Linked DNA regions of Gossypium arboreum: region 2 is linked to region 1. A link is a contact called in public Hi-C data. All regions are on one chromosome and are shown on one strand. Each heading gives the region's core, a stretch centred on a gene start, on an enhancer-like site or on the middle of the called end of the contact. The rest is flanking DNA. Distances are from core to core; before and after follow the strand shown. Region 1 holds the start of LOC108473033. Region 2 holds the start of LOC108450105.

Region 1 (4,590 bases), core at 1,501-4,000:
AAAAGCCTTTTTTTTTTTTAGAAGTTAGATCAGCATTTAGCAAGATACTCAAGTCTATTTCTAATTTGGCTTTGTGAAAATAATCATTCTAGTTACTCTCTAGAGTTCTACCTGTTTTGCATTGTTTGTTCTGCCCAATATAGTCTCTCAAATATTCCAAATAACCATAAAATAATTGAGCAAAAACTAATCATTTGTAATTACCACAATGAAATAGAATGTTCAGTTTAGGATAATGACATAAAACAGTTAGTAGGATAATTTAAATATTCAGTTCTGTAGGAAGGAAACTGACAGAGTAAACATACGTACCTGGCTGAAATAGGAGCTTCAGGCCAGATGATATCGATGTCGGTTGAGCCATTTTGATTACTGAATGCCCCTGAAAACAAATCAGTTTGTTTTGAAGAATTACTCAAAGGGTCTTTTGCACCAGTTGAGCTAGTAAAATCATTCCAGGCAGACAAGTCGTTATTATCATCAATAGTAATGGCTTGTTTTGAAGAATCACTGAGAGGATCTTGCTTAGTAGTTGAGCTTTTGAAATCAGACCAATCACTGAACAAATTGTCTGTTTCCTCAATCGATTTTTCATCAGGTGCCTTCTTGTTGCCTGTTAGCAATTGATCATCTGGAAACCAGTTAACATCAATGGAGGAAGAATTATGAACACTCTTAGCTTTTCCGGAATCCATGATATCACCAGTTGCACCCAAGTTTTCAGCTTGATGAGTTAACTTTGAGCTCGAATTACTCCATAGATCATCCTGAAGCCAGCTGTTTGCATTAGACGCGTTGGAGCTATCTTTTGCTTTCATGTCAAATAAATCATTTCCAGATGCAAAAACCGTATCAATGTGATCAGATAGACCAAGTGAGGAACCTGCAAAAGGATCAGATGCTATGGATCCCACACGATTATTTTTAGAATTAGCAGATTGGAAGTCAGTGTCCCATCCCGAAAAGGGGTCACTATTCTTTTCTTCAGTAGTACTAGTATGGATGCCATGTTCATTCGAAGAACTTATTGAAGAATTCAGGATGCTCGAACTTTTAAAATCATTCCAAGCTCCAAACGAATCTTCATCATTGGTTACACTATTTATATTTGCTAATATCTCACCATCCTTATTACCCACATTCTTGTCGAATTGCTCAGTATGATGAACCGTCTTTGAGGTGGAATTACTCCATAGATCATCCTGAAACCGATTACTACTGTGGGATGAAGTTGTGTTATCTACTGGTTTTCCCTGAAACGAGTCTCCTGTTCCAAAGACACTATCCATGTGAGTAGAAAGATCGGCAGAAGAACCTGCAAAATGATCAAAAGATTTGGATACCTCATGGTGAGTTTCAAAAATAGTAGATTCAGAGCCAGCCTCCAATCCAGAAAAAGAATCACCACCTTTTTCATTCATTGACTTCAAGCCATCGGCATCCTGATCCGAAGAACCTTGTGTGTTAGTGGAACCCGTAAAATCATTCCAATCATCATCGTCATTAATAGTTCTTTCACCAAGGGTATTGCTGATGCTGCTTTGAGCTTGATCACCCGAAGTGAAATTACTCTTCAAATCACCTTGAAACCAGTCAGTCGTTTTGGATTCCGATGAAGTTTGATTGCCTTTATCTTTTCCATCAAATAAATTCGTACCCTGCCCGACAACCGCATCATCAATGTCGGAAGAAATACCTTTCGAAGAACTTGCAAAAGGATCAAACGACATGGTGCTAATAGCACCGTGATCATCCGACTGAAATTCAGCCTGCCAACCAGAAACAGCACCACGCGATTCATGGACATTACTTCCAGTAAAACCGGTCCCTTTCTTTACCACCGATGTCCCTTCCGAGGGAATTGAAGCAGAACCCTCTTTTCTTTCAACTAAAAAATCATCCTCAACATCAAATCCAGCCAAATTCAAAGGATTACTCTTTCTCAAACCAGATTCAAATCCCTTAAACTCTACATCATTCCACTTTATTTCTAATCCCAAAATATCAGATAACGCAAACTCCTCTCCACTTCCTTTAACCTTTCCATCCCCATCTAAAGACTCCCCCACATTTTCCTACAATACCAAAATTTCACCCAATAAAAGAAAATCCAAAAAAACTAAAACAATAAAACCCATCATTCTATTACAATTAAATTACATAAACAAATAAAAAAATAACAGAAAACAGTGACTTACAGATCCATCCAAGTTAAGTGAGTGAAGGAACCATCGGTACCCAGAAGTAGACTGGAATTTGATCGGCGGAGGCGGTGTCTCGGTGGGGCGTTTGCCGCAGAAAATACAAAGGATGGAATCGGAGCCTCGGAGGAGACGAGATTTGCAGTGGATGCAACGGCGGCGAGGTGAATCGCTGGTCGAGTGAAACAAAGGGAGACCGGGAAGCGATGGGTCGGTCGAATCATATGAAGGTACGTTGGCTTGCTTGCGAAGTGAGATCTGGAGTTGGGTTATTAAATCTTTAGGGATTTCAATAGCCATTTTTTTTTCTTTGAATTTTTTTTAACGATCTTCTTCTAGTTCTCTCAGTTTTGTTGCGTAATATCTGATCTCATCAGCATCGATTTTTTTTTTTCATTTCAACGGTGAGCCGATGAATAACGAACCGGTGGTGCAGGAGATTTGGTTCGTAAAGTACGGTGTCGTTTTTCTAAACAGGTTTTTTCTTCCTAGTCTTGGGGTTGTATTGGGGTTTCTAGGAACGGCCCAATTTCGAGTTGGATCTTATGTTTTAAATTTTAGTCTAATTTTATTGGATTAGTAAAATTTTTTTTTAGAAAAGATACAAAATAATCACTTAATTATTTAAGTTTTTTTTTTGGTTACAACTATCTGCTGGCAAATAATAATAACTTTTAATATTGACATAATAATAATTTTAACCTTTAATATTTATACATTGTATCAACTTAGTCTTAATTCTAAAAATCAAATCCTCGTCATTTATCTCATTAGTCATTTCAAAGTTAAGGGTAGTTCAAGTTTTTTATTCGATTAATTTCACATTTGTATCAATACTTAGGTTTAAGTTCAACATAGGCATAATGATTTATTTAAGTCTTTAACTTTAAAAAATAATTTTATCTCTTCATTTAACTTTTTTTAATCGTTGAACTTACGTTGTTTGTCAAATCATTTTAAAATAGATGGAAAAGTTAATATCTGTTACCTTTTACTGACGTGACATTCACGTGTATGCCACATAAATGATTAATTAATTTTTAAAATTAAAAATATTAAAATTACTAAAATTATTTAAAAACATAAAATTTGTAAAATTTATTTAATTATATTCTATAATTTTTATTAGAATGTTTAAAAATTTTAATTAATTGTTTATATGATATACACATACGCTATCACGTGAATAAAATTAATAAACATTAATTTTTTCATTCATTTCAAAATGTTTTGACAAAAATATTAGTTTAAAGATTAAAAGAAAAAATAATAAAAACTAAAATTATTTTATCTGTAAAATTAAAACATCAAATAAATTATTATACATTTGTTTTTTATGATGAAATTCGAGTAAATGGGATCGAATATTCAAGGTAAAGGCCGTATTTACTTACCGTAAGACAGGCTTGTCGGTGCAGGGCCCAAGCCAGCCATGACCCTACGCGTTTAAGCCACAACAGTTTCGTACTTTCTTCAAAACAAAAACAACTGTCAAAACACCGTTGAATAATAACTAGTAATCGAAGTTCAAAACAAATCAACTTTCGATTTGACATTTCCCCACTTTTTTTTCTTAACCTCAAATCGATCTCTGAATCTATACAAAAAAAGCTAACCAAAATCTATCTCCATTTCAATTTCGCACTGAACCCAAAAAAACCAGAGTCCCTTTCTCAGAAAAGAGATGACAATGAACCATGCGGCAGCGGTGAAGATGGGGTTAGGTTTACTAGGTCTATGTTTATTCGGCTACATAGTTGGTCCACCACTATACTGGCATCTCATGGAAGGCTTGGCTGCCGTCAGCCGTACTTCCAACACTTGCCCACCGTGTCTTTGTGATTGTTCTTCTCAGCCACTTCTCACACTCCCTGAAGGTATATTTCCAGATCTGGGTTCGATCTCGTCTCTTCAACCATTTTTTTTCTTCCTTTCAATTTTTATTTGACTTATCTTGGATTTCATCAATTTCCCAAGCTATTGGTTTTGTATTAGCATTCATCGTGTTACTTGCTCTGCAATTTTATTGTTTATTTTCTTTTTTTTATCGGTCCAAATCTATGCTAATTTTGTGATTTCTGTCTTTAATTTGTGCAGGACTGAGCAATGCTTCCTTTGCAGGTTAGTTTCCACTTTCTATATGATGGATATATATATATATATATAGCCACAAGGGCTTAGGTTGAAGTCAAACTGAGTCGGACCTAGGGGTGTAATCAAGCCAAATCGATCCCAAGTTTGATTCAAAGTTAAAAGTTTGATATTCGGCTTGAACTTGATTGAACATTTAGCTCAAGCACTCTGCTTGAGATATAATTAAGTTTGATTATCAATTTTCGTACTCAAGTCCAAATTTGAGCTCGATTAAGCTCTTAGCTCGATAAGAGCT
Region 2 (4,590 bases), core at 527-3,026, 140 kb before region 1:
TTTGTTTTATTGTATTCATTTGTAACTTTCCAACGCATAGACAGATGATTTTGTTTTCATTGCACCAATCATGTGAGATGAAATAAGTTTGTGGGACCCCATCTAAATTCCCACTTCTCAATAAAATCAAATTTTACATCAATAATAGATTTTCTAAAATTTTACCTTAATTAGAAAAATAAATATTTTTTATATAAAGGCGAGACAGAAAAATTGTAATTCTAGGAAAACCTCTCTCATCATTCACCCTATTGCCTCCTTTCCAATTTTTGGATGATAATTAGTAAATCTTAATTATCACTAATGATAACCTAAGCTCGTAAAGTTTCAAATTTTAACATTAATATTTTAAAAATTAAATTATGATAAAACAGAATTTAATGATAAATATATTTATAAAAAATATAAATAACAAATAAAGTTTTCGATAAATAGTGAAGTACCTTAAAAACTATAAAGGTTTAGCTTTGAATATTATTCTGCATATTTTTTTTATTCTATGAAAGATATGCTGTTTAAGGATATTTTCGTTATAGTGTATAATTACAATATCTTTGATTAAGTTTTAAACTAATAGCAAACTAATTTAAAATATATAAAATATCAAATTATATAATAAAATAATATTAGATGTATTTTTAAAAGAGTAATGACTTTCTTTTATTTCTTTTTGGGTTTTTTATCTTCTACCAACCAACCAACACAAGGAGTTGTTTATAAGTGGAGTTTTAATATTATTAATTTTTTATTAAAAATTAAAAAGAAAAATTGGACAACTAAGAGGAATTCTATACGTTACAGATACCTTGAGATCTAAAAGACTTTTAACCTAACAAAGCCACACTGAAAAAAAGGAGCTAAAAAACAGTGTATAATTTTACATAAAAATACTATACTAAACATCGATTTGTAGATTTCATTTAATTAAATTACAGCAGCAAACAAAAACAGTGATCAAAATAGATGCAATCGGCGATAATGATCAACGACGATCATCTTGTGAAGATCAAAAATTAACAGTCAAAAAGAAACTATGAAAACAGTCACTATTTCGATCTTTTCTTTCCACTTTCTCAAATCCAGTGGAGAGAAAATAAAATCATCAACTAAATACCGATCTAAAAAGTTCAAAACACAGATAAAATCCATAGCCACAACACAAAATTCAAAAACCTCGGTAAGAAGTGATACTATATAGATATATATACATGCAAGCAGGATTAAAAACAGTCGCTATTTCGATATTTTCTTTCCACTTTCTCGAATCCAGCAAGTAAATAGAAAATAAAATCAACCAAATACCGATCTAAAGAGTTCAAAACGCAAATAAATTCCGTAGCCACAACACAAAATTCGAAAGCAAAAAAACTCAATAACAAGTGATACTATATCGATATATATATACATACAAGAAGGATTAAAAACAGTCGCTATTTTGATAGAAAAAAAATCATCAACCAAAATACCTACCTAAAAAGTTCGAAACGCATATAAATTCCATAGCCACAACACAAAATTCAAAAAATTCAGTAACAAGTAATACTGCATCGATATATATACATGCAAGAAGGATTAAAAAAGAGATTTGATCTTCTTGCCTGTTGAGAAAATTACCGGATTTGCTTTGCTTTGCTGTGATTCTTCAATTTCGATTTGCTAAAAATGGCGAATTCTTTTTTTGAAAAAATTTGAAATTATTTTTCTGAAATAAAAAGAAGGTGAAGAATGATGGCGTTCGATGAAAATTTTGCGAGAATCTTTGGTATATAAAGTGAGAGCGTACGTGGGCCACACTTTTAACAGCCAATGCCACAATACCTGGGTCGGAACGCTGCCGTTTACATAATATATCACCCATAGATTTCTTCTTAATTACTTTTCATACCATATTGATTTTTTTCAATTAAATATTTTTTACATAATTTGATGTCATAGAATTTTTATTTAATTTTTTTTGGTTTAAAGTTTTCAGAACCGAACCGATGATCGAATTCATCAAACCACCGATTCGTTAATTCAATAATTCATTCAGTTTGATTAAATAATTTATTAAAAATTCAAAAAATATTTAAAATAATTCAATTCAACCATCGAGTTTAATCACTCTATATTAATTGATAGGTTCGAGTATTTTGATTACAAGCCCAGTTTTATTTTTTAATGATTAATTCTAGTGCTAATTGTTTGAACATGTATTATTTGTATTGTTTCTTAAAAACGGTTTTTCCTAATAAATAAAATATAACCAATTTATTTAACTTTTTTTCTTTAGTATGTTATAATTATTTTCTAAATTATTAAAATTTTCTTTTAAACTATTATTTATTTTATCATATTATAATTATCCAATCACAAAACAGAATAATGTTATATCTTGATAAAATAATATGATTACCTTGATTTTTAGATATAATATTAGTTTAAAAGATATAATTATAACTATCTTGATTTTTTTAGATTTTGTAGTTGTTAACAAAAATCTAATTACCTTGGAATTAAGCAAATAATGTTAGTGCATTTAAGGTGAGAACCACAGCACATAATACCATTAGCTAATGTGGTTCTAGTAAATCTCAAAAATCCAATAAAAAATATCACCATTATTAATTCATTATTTATTAGTTTGTACTTTCTTTTGTGTTAAGAACATCCAATTTATTGTGGAATGAGTCTAAGCGTAGTTGGTATAGGTATTATTGTCAGTGTAAAAGGACGTAGGTTCAAGTGCGCTGAAATGTATTATTTTCTTATTTAATGGTTCGGAGAGACTATGGGTAATTCTAAAAATTATATAAAAAAAATTAAAAATCGTGATACTACACTCGTATAAAAGTAAATAAAAAAGATCTAATTTACTCGATTAAATCACAAATGAGATGATAAATAATTTGATATTAAATGTTAAGTTAATCATTCACAACTTTAAAAAAATATTTATTTATTATGTTCAAAAAAATATTTATTTATTTATTTCTCTTAATTATTCGTGAATATTTTTAGGGGCCCAGTCCACTGTCTACCCTTTTATCTACGCCCCTAGGCTCTCTCTAGATTTACTCCAACTCGAAAGATATTTCATTTTTTAGTCTGTTGCGTTTTATAATGCTTAAATATAATTGTAGTTATTTGAACGTGTATTATTTATTACTTGTATTAGTGATTTTACTTGCTAGAAAAAATCACATTGCAATCCTTTCAACTAGGGTGAAGTCGAAAATTATTTTTGGGGAGGAATTTGAGTTATGTATTTTTATGAAAATTTAAATGCAATTTCATCATTGTATTAGCTTATATCTTTATAATTTTTAAAATATTAAATTAAAATTTTATCATATTGAGGGGGTAAAGTGTAATTTGACTTTTAGTAACTTATATTTTTATAAAATTTAAAGGGATCAAACTGATATTTTTCTATTTTAAGTCGGGTTGCCAGTAGAGTTGTACATGGATCGAGTCAGGCCGAGCTGGGTTCAAGCCTAGTTCCAAAAAAGGGCAAGCTTGACCCACCCAATAAGTCCATTTTGCTGTTAAAAAATTAAAAAGATTTTTATTTATATTTTATAATTAAATGTAAACTTAAAAATATTTTTTATTATTTAAATTGAATTTGGGTTGAGTTGTGCCAACTCAATTATGAGATCACAGAAATACTTTTATTTTAAATTATAATTATTATTATTATGACAATTTTATCTTTCATAAAAGATTATATATTATAAATTCAACGATTGAACAGATACTAAATAATATTAAAACATAAATTCATTACCACTCCACTTATATTCATTATTGAAAATTTTTCAAAAAAATATTTTTTATTTTTCTTTCACTCACATCATCACAAGTGTAATAAGATCCAATACACAATTAATTATAAACAAATCAAACATTATAGAACGAAATTTGATAAATAATCGAACTATATTTGATTTGGATCGTATCTTTTGCTAACATGATTGAGGTCCAGGAGTGTAGACAAGGGGCAGGCGATGGCCTTATAGCCCCTTCAAAACTTTAAAAATTACAAATCAGTATAATGATAAATTTACACTTTAACATTTAAAAATTGATAATTTATCTCTAGCTGTAAAAAAAAAAATTAGCTTCCCTATCAAGAGCTTATTAATTTTTTATGAATCTAAATTGAAAACCCAAAAATTCTAATATTTTTACTTATTGATTATAACATCTTTTATGTAAAAATTAAAAATGATAATATTTTATAACTCATGAATTTAGAAAAAAAAAAAAAAGGAGTGGTGTTGAGGAGGTTTAAGACATAAAGAAGGTTTGATTGGTCATTGAACAACATAGAAAAGGATGTGTTTCTTTTTTGTCTCAACTTGGCGGCCATTGATGACCGACCAAACCGCCCTTCTATGTTTTATTTGGGTAACCGAAGGTGAATGACTGACTCTGTCTTTCATTGGATGATAAAGAAATTTCCCCTTTTTGTTTATTATTTATTTTAAATCTATACCCCCAAAAAAATATATTCAAAAAAAAAAAATCTTTTTCGATCCCTAGATCGGCTTAAATGTTTCTTAATTCAATTTATAACACTTTTGGGATAATATAATATTTGGCCCT

The links. Hi-C and Micro-C count contacts between places; a contact is called where the count stands out from the background.
Region 2: a contact with region 1 is called in a Hi-C map of leaf, with 2.5 times the contacts expected there. The contact joins the promoter of LOC108450105 here to the promoter of LOC108473033 in region 1. A contact is called at or near these places in 2 of 5 Hi-C or Micro-C datasets (both in leaf).

What each region holds. Positions count from the first base shown.
Region 1 is chr7:92,660,331-92,664,920 of ASM2569848v2, reverse strand. It overlaps LOC108473033, which reads right to left and starts at 2,750. Exons shown (of 3, transcript XM_053031246.1): 1 at 2,199-2,750; 2 at 313-2,075. The coding sequence starts at 2,501. It overlaps LOC108455106, which reads left to right and starts at 3,609. Exons shown (of 3, transcript XM_017753717.2): 1 at 3,609-4,078; 2 at 4,299-4,322. The coding sequence starts at 3,886.
Region 2 is chr7:92,803,851-92,808,440 of ASM2569848v2, reverse strand. It overlaps LOC108450105, which reads right to left and starts at 1,776. Exons shown (of 7, transcript XM_017747574.2): 1 at 1,599-1,776.